2 separate regions of the Gasterosteus aculeatus genome follow, and region 2 is linked to region 1. Evidence: chromatin contacts called from public Hi-C data. All regions are on one chromosome and are shown on one strand. The core of a region is the stretch at or near the end of the contact, and the rest is flanking DNA. Distances in the headings are between cores, read along the strand shown. Region 1 overlaps enah (ENAH actin regulator). Region 2 holds the start of enah (ENAH actin regulator).

What was found. Hi-C and Micro-C count contacts between places; a contact is called where the count stands out from the background.
Region 2: a contact with region 1 is called in a Hi-C map of skeletal muscle, with 8 times the contacts expected there. The contact joins the promoter of enah here to the enhancer-like site in region 1. A contact is called at or near these places in 4 of 6 Hi-C or Micro-C datasets (skeletal muscle, tail fin and whole body).

Annotation. Positions count from the first base shown.
Region 1 is chr18:280,499-283,956 of fGasAcu3.hap1.1, forward strand. The region is part of intron 4 of enah (ENAH actin regulator); the gene reads right to left. Among protein-coding and RNA genes, the nearest start is that of lbr, 20 kb to the left of the region's middle. Within about 2 kb of position 1,968, at least 3 of the 9 cell types and tissues checked have open chromatin away from gene starts, as enhancers often do.
Region 2 is chr18:319,584-323,041 of fGasAcu3.hap1.1, forward strand. It overlaps enah (ENAH actin regulator), which reads right to left and starts at 1,737. Exons shown (of 13, transcript XM_078094051.1): 1 at 1,137-1,737. The coding sequence starts at 1,141.

The DNA.
Region 1 (3,458 bases), core at 718-3,217:
GATCATGGTAGATAGATGGATGGATGGATGGATGATGGTAGATGGATGGAGGATGGTAGATAGATGGATGGATGATGGTAGATGGATGGATGATGGTAGAATGGATCAGTGGAAAGGCTGGATGGTTAGACAGACATTAGCTGAAGTCAGTGGTGTATATTTCTGTAGTGAGTCTACTGTGACTGACGGGGGGGGGGGGGTGGACCACCCATGCATGATGGTCTTCAGACGGCGTGAATTTATGAATGAAAGTTTGAACAACGATGTTGTTACGTGTCGTCGCTCTTTTTGCTGCGTATCACGTTGACTACACCACTGGATCAAGTGCTTTCATGACGTTTTTTGTTGATAGCGAAGCAAGCTAATGTAGCTAACTTTAGCTTAACTCACGAGGTAAGTACAAGCTATTTGTGACTAAAAGGACCTTCCTCTATAGGTTAAGGTTGTATCTAAACATTAGTTTGTACCGTTGACCTTGGTGTGTGTGTCATTATGGACATAATGCAACTTGTAACCGTTATTTATGCATAAGGAACCCACATGACTTTCTAGCTTAACACACAAATAGCAGTGGCCTGGAGACTTGGCACAGGAAAATACACATTAACTCGTATTATCCTATTTCAAGTCGACCGGACGATACAGCTGGGTGATTGACAGGTCACTATCCCAACGGTGTCTTTTCTGGGCTTGGTTAGTGTTTTCGTCAGGCGGCTTTTACCCGTTCTCACCGTGTTCTCATGTGTTCTCCACCTGTTGCCGCCACACGCCTCAATATCTCGCCTGTTTCCAGAGAGCAGTAAGGAGGAGTAAGACCCGCCAATGGAAACCCGACTGACCAAGTAGGCGTCATGAATCCGTCCTAATTAGAGCGGACAGGAAACATGAATATCCAGTTGCACCGCTGTGTCCTCCGCCGTAGTGAAAGGGTTGATGAATGTCTTCTGGCTTGGAGGCTTTAAACCCCTGACGCACACGCACACACACACACACACACACACCTCAAGCCAGTTTATTTTAAGCATGTGTGCACATTATTTAAGAATGTCATGATCTCCTGCTTCGGGGAATGCTGTGTGCATGTGTGACATCCATAAATCACACACTAGAGGTGTGTGTGTGTGTGTGTTGGTGGAAGTTTCCAACTTGGAGTGAAACCACAGAGGAAAACTAAAGCCGATTCAAATCTTTTGAGAGTTCTACAGCGGAACAGTTTGCTGGATCCATCTGTGAATTCCTGCTCCAACGTGTCAGAGTGTAAAAGGGTCGAGAACAAGATCGCTTTGATCAACACAGAGAAAAAAACACGGAAAGTACAAGAAAGGTGGATTTTGATACAAAAAAAGGCACATTCCAAAATAAAATGTTAAAAAATAACACTAGTTGACAGTTAAATAGCAGTAGCATCTTCTGTCTGAATTAGAGAAAAGAGAAATAAGCCGTTTGTCCTTAAAATGGAACTAAATTGTTTGTAGTTTATAGACTGCATGTTAAAAGTTCACAGCAGCTGAACGTGTTCTAGATTCAACCCTTAATGACTTCAGCATCCAACCGCCTGCGTTTGTTCCAGATGAAACTCAAGGAATACAAAAACGTTCCTCAATCCCCTTGAGGGGATTCTTGTCAGCCTCCTTCTGAGGATGAAGAGGAACTGATAGAGGGGCCGATGGTCGGGGTTCTGAACCCCAGATGGTTCTAGTTAGCACCTTCATTTGCTAAAAAAAGAGACTCTGGCTTCATAATCTTTGAGAAATCTAAATTTCAGAACAGAGCATGTCAATATGAACGAGTCCAATGAGCTCTGTCACTTCCTGAGGACCTCCCCCCGGTCTACATCCCCCCTGAACCTGAAACGTGCCTCGCTCCCCTCCAGCGTCCCTCACAGATGCTGGAGGATTCAAAGCTTCCTGCACGCTTTCACCCGCGCCTCACTCGCCTCCTGACTGGGGTTGCCAGGGAAACCGTCTCTAAGGGAGCGTGGGCGGCAGCACGGCCCGAATCCCGGCACGCACATAGACATGCGTGCACGTGCGCGTGTGCACACGTGTTCCTTTTTTTTTGCTCTTTGCTATCAACTCACAATGCTCAGAGGCCGAGTTGGAGAGGATGTTGGGAAACGTCCAATGGGTCCTTGTCAAAATCAAGAGCCAAGGAACGCGAAGCGGGAGAGCTGCCCTGACAGAATGCAAATAACACCAAGACCACATCTGCAGTCAGAGGCTGTGAGGATCCAGGGTCCCCGAGGGCCCTCAAAGGGCCCTCAAAGCCCTTTCGTACTCGCAACTCCAACTGTTTTGATCCACAACTCTAGTTAACTCATTCTCTGGAAGAGCATGAAGCACCATTTATAATTTGACAATTGCTTTATATTTATATAACTTAGACAATAGTGCAAGGCTGCAGGACTAAACAGGATTAGTGTAGCATGAGAAGCCGACTAAAACCGAATGGGAGCGAGGAAATGGACAGTGTGACACCCACCATCAGCTACAGACGCTCTGTTGGCTTTTCTCATGGAGTTTTCTTGGTGTATGAGCATATTAATCCTTGAGTTACAGTCCTTTTTGAGCACTGAAAACAAGAGGCCGAGTTGTTCATCCTTCCGGTTGTCGGGTGCTTTATTTTGTGGCGGATAGGACGTCCTCAGTTGTACACAGCCTTGTTTTCTTCCTCCATTTGGGTTTTGCGGATCAGCCACAAGTGACAGCTGTGCCGAATCTCCAGAGACTCTCAAGTCTGGCGAAAGCTGTCGGCCAGCTGGACTCAGCGGCCTGCCCGATTGGCTCACAGAACCAGGAAATGGTGCGTGAATGGACGGGAGCCCAGATGGACCATATGGACCTGCTCTAGTGAGGGGTGTCGCGTCCCGCTAACATAAGATCCCAACCTCGTTAGCATGGCTAAGTGAACATATTGTTGTTAGATGGATGTCTGTAGCTATGTGTGTTTGTGAGACAGTCAAATGGTAATATATATATATATATATATATATATATATATATAAATATATATATATATATATATATATATATATATTTTATATCCCAGCATGCACGTGTGACAATGTGCAGAGCAGCTGCTGGTGTTTCCATGTACGTGCTAACAGCTAACACAGATATCTCTCTCTCCATTCAGGAGCGTGCTGCATATCCCTCCGTCTCCCTGCTCCCACGCGCCACACAGCTATTTATACCGCAGCCTATTATTTTCAGCTCTTGTCTTTTTAATCCGAGGGTAGCACCCTGCATTCCTGAACAGGTGGGTCGTATCCGCACTCCACCGTGACCTCCTACGCTGGAATCATCGCCGAAGCATCGCGCTCCACCTCTTCTCCGTCTGTCTGCATGAAAGGGAGGATCAGAGGGAGGTCGGATGGGATGGGAAGGCAGGTGAGGCGGGGAGAAGGAACCAAGGATGCGCCTGGTATTTCCCTTCCATCACGTGTCCATAGCTCCTGG
Region 2 (3,458 bases), core at 487-2,986, 39 kb after region 1:
GCGCACGCGCACACACACACGCACACGCACACACACACGCACACCTGTTGCACCGTGCAGACACACAAAGACCTCTCTGCTGGCCACATGACTCTTGACCATTGAAGGACTGCTGGGAGAACTGCTCTTAAAAAGCTATGGTGCAGACTTGGCAACCAGCGGGGGGGGGGTCATCTTTCGTCCTGCATGCTGCCGTCAGAGGTACAAACATGCCAGAGAACACATGAGGATAGAATGAGGGATGAGGAAGGAGAAGTTGGTGGTTTCCATTGTGGACTCAACAAGCAGCTCATAGAAAGAAGCAGCGCGATCGTTTGGCCAACAGACAGATACCGACAGCTGGACCCAGTTAGGGAGGGAGGGGGGGGCACAATCCACACTGCATGTCTCCCTTCTCATTACACACAGTTTGATGGGAGATGGGACTGGGGGGGGGAGGAGGTCCAACCCTTCCGTAAAGGCTGCAGAGGGACATTACCACGCGGATGGGGGGGGGGGACATTACCACGCGGATGGGGGGGGGGGGGGGGGGGGGCATTACCACGCGGATGGGGGGGGGGGGGACATTACCACGCGGATGGGGGGGGATCTCAAGCTGAATTAAGCACCAAAACAAATACAACTTCATCAGCAACTTTTCCCAATTTTTTTTAGGACAAGCTCTTAATCTGACTGATAACGGAGGACATACCCCAACTAACCCCTGACCCCAAGGCGGTAAACAGGGGGGTTACACATTGGGAGATTTGGACCCCCCCAACAGCAGTCTCCACAGAGACGCTCCGGGTCACTGTTGTCCTTCAAAGGGTCCTACAGAGCCAGCGTCCTCTGCACCGGGAGCAACTCGCCCCCCTCCCCGGTTACCGCGCCCCGCACACGGCGCCATGCTGACGGGTTTAAGCACGGGTCCACCGTATGGTTAAGGAGGCTGACGCCCCCCCAGGTCACCCCAGAACACCACCACCAACCCCACAGCCCACACACACGCGATTAAATCAACGCTCCCCATCACCCGCGCTGGCCGACGCGTCCCCCCGGGGTGCGCGGTGCGGGGGGCGGGGGGGGCGCGACACGTCCAGCTCCGCGACCCCCCCGCGTGACGCCTCACATTCGGGACCAGGGGGGAATCGTCTTACCTCATGACCCAATATGTCGGCGCTCCGCGGCTGACTTGTAGTTTTTCTGCCCCCAAAAAGTTGTCCGCTCGGCTCGAGGCGGCGGGCGGTCAGATGAAAGCGGCTTCCGGCGGCTTCACGGTGACAAACCGCGACAAGTAGCAAAGGAGACCGAGAATACGAGTAGAAGCGAGCCGGTCGAGCCCTACATGATCCACCGCGGCTCCGCTGCTGGTGACTGGCGGAGGGTCCGTTCCGTGGCGCACTCGGTGTCGGCTGTGCTGCGGCTCGGCTCGGCTCGGCTCGGCTCGGATGCCGGTCTGCTGCCGCTGCCTGCTGGAGGCAACGCGCTCTGCGTTCAGGGCCGCACCGAAAGCTCCCGTTTTAAGCTCCGCCATCACCAGCCGGGGAAAAGGCGCCGTAGTGGACACACGTTGGCGCTGATTGTGGCGCTATCGGCGGCACATTGGAGAATACAACACATGTCCGAGGCAGAGCGGCTTTAGTGAGACAACGCGGGTGCTGGAGGGTGATTTGGGGGGCAGGCTTCGTTCATGTGTATTGTGGTCACTAATCATAAGAACGGGTGTTGCGATGACGCGGGCTCGTCTGGCCCTCAGGGGAAATACTCCTCTAAAGGTTTGCTCCTATAAAACTCTTTCCGTGGGGCAATCGCGCCCGCTCCATTTGCGCGTTGTTGTTTCCCACAGTACCCGAACGCAGCAATTGACGCAACTTGTGGGACGGAGCACGTCCGCGTTGCCCCTGACAACTGAGTTGGTTCTGTCTGCCCGCGTGGAGCCGCGCAAATGTTACATCTGCTACAGATCTCAACTGCAAATTTGATATTTTACCAAATTGTATTATTAGAAAAACATGAGGCTTTTGCTAACTTTTGCATTTTGTAAATTCAACGTGAATATGACTGTTAATGACAAAGTACCCTGCTGAAAAACACAGCATAGAACAACATCCTTTCCATGCTGGTCCATGCTGGTCCATGCTGGTCCATGCTGGGTCGGTGCTGGTCCATGCTGGTCCATGCTGGGTCATGCTGGGTCGGTGCTGGTGAAGCTGGTCCGTGCTAGTGAAGCTGGGTCATGCTGGTCCATGCTGGGTCATGCTGGGTCGGTGCTGGTGAAGCTGGTCCGTGCTGGTGAAGCTGGGTCATGCTGGTCCATGCTGGGTCGGTGCTGGTCCATGCTGGTTCATGCTGGTGAAGCTGGGTCATGCTGGTGAAGCTGGTTCATGCTGGGTCGGTGCTGGTGAAGCTGGTCCATGCTGGTTCATGCTGGTGAAGCTGGTTCATGCTGGTTCATGCTGGTGAAGCTGGTCCGTGCTGGTGAAGCTGGGTCATGCTGGTCCATGCTGGGTCGGTGCTGGTGAAGCTGGTTCATGCTGGGTCGGTGCTGGTCCATGCTGGGTCGGTGCTGGTGAAGCTGGGTCATGCTGGTGAAGCTGGTCGACCAGCAACAACTCATAAATGATGCTGGTCCACCTCCCTGGTGACGCTGATACTTTAAACATTAGTATCAACGTTCAATTTTGAAATGAGTGCATGTCATTTAGCTCACATACATGTAATTATACAATTATTATTCAAGAAATGAAAAAACAGAATCAAATACTGATTTATACTGGAAGACATAATATGTATATAGAGTAACGGTAATTCATTTGAACAACGTGCAGCACGGAGCTGGTTGTCTGCTTCTACGTCTGTTTGGGTGGAGCTTCCTTCAAGTCAGCGACACGTGTACACGCGTGACCGATTTACCGCCAGAATCTAACAGCACCACTGCTTTAATGAGCATAGATGGCGTCCTCCACCTGTCGTTTAGCGCTCCGACGAGTGCGATACATCCAAGGCATCGTAACAAAAAGCGTCCTTTCTGGCCTTAACTGAGGCCCGATGTGAGGGAAGCCTGGCCAGCTGTGTTAGCGCCTCGCGCTGCATCTGCTTTGTAGACCGAGGAAAACAGTGAGACCATAAAGAAAAAACCTAAAGAACAAGAATAACACAACTAAGTCCACAATAAGCCGCTCTGGATATTCAGACTATTAGGTTCAGACGAAGCTCCCAGTGGTCCTTTTTTCAAAGAGGATTATGAACTTAAAATGAAATTGAAAGGTGGAGGCAAAGCCTTCTGCCTTTATGTAATGCCAGTGCACTTTGGTACGACGCCTCTGTGCAGGGGGCAGATGGTACCAAAACAATGGCGTCACTCTCTTTCGATCTAAGCTTTTCACTCAGTTGTCAGCGGGGGAACCGTACAATACAAATAGAAAATATCATTGAACTGCTCTCTGAAGTCACGTGGGAGAACCTCCTTTGTTTTCATG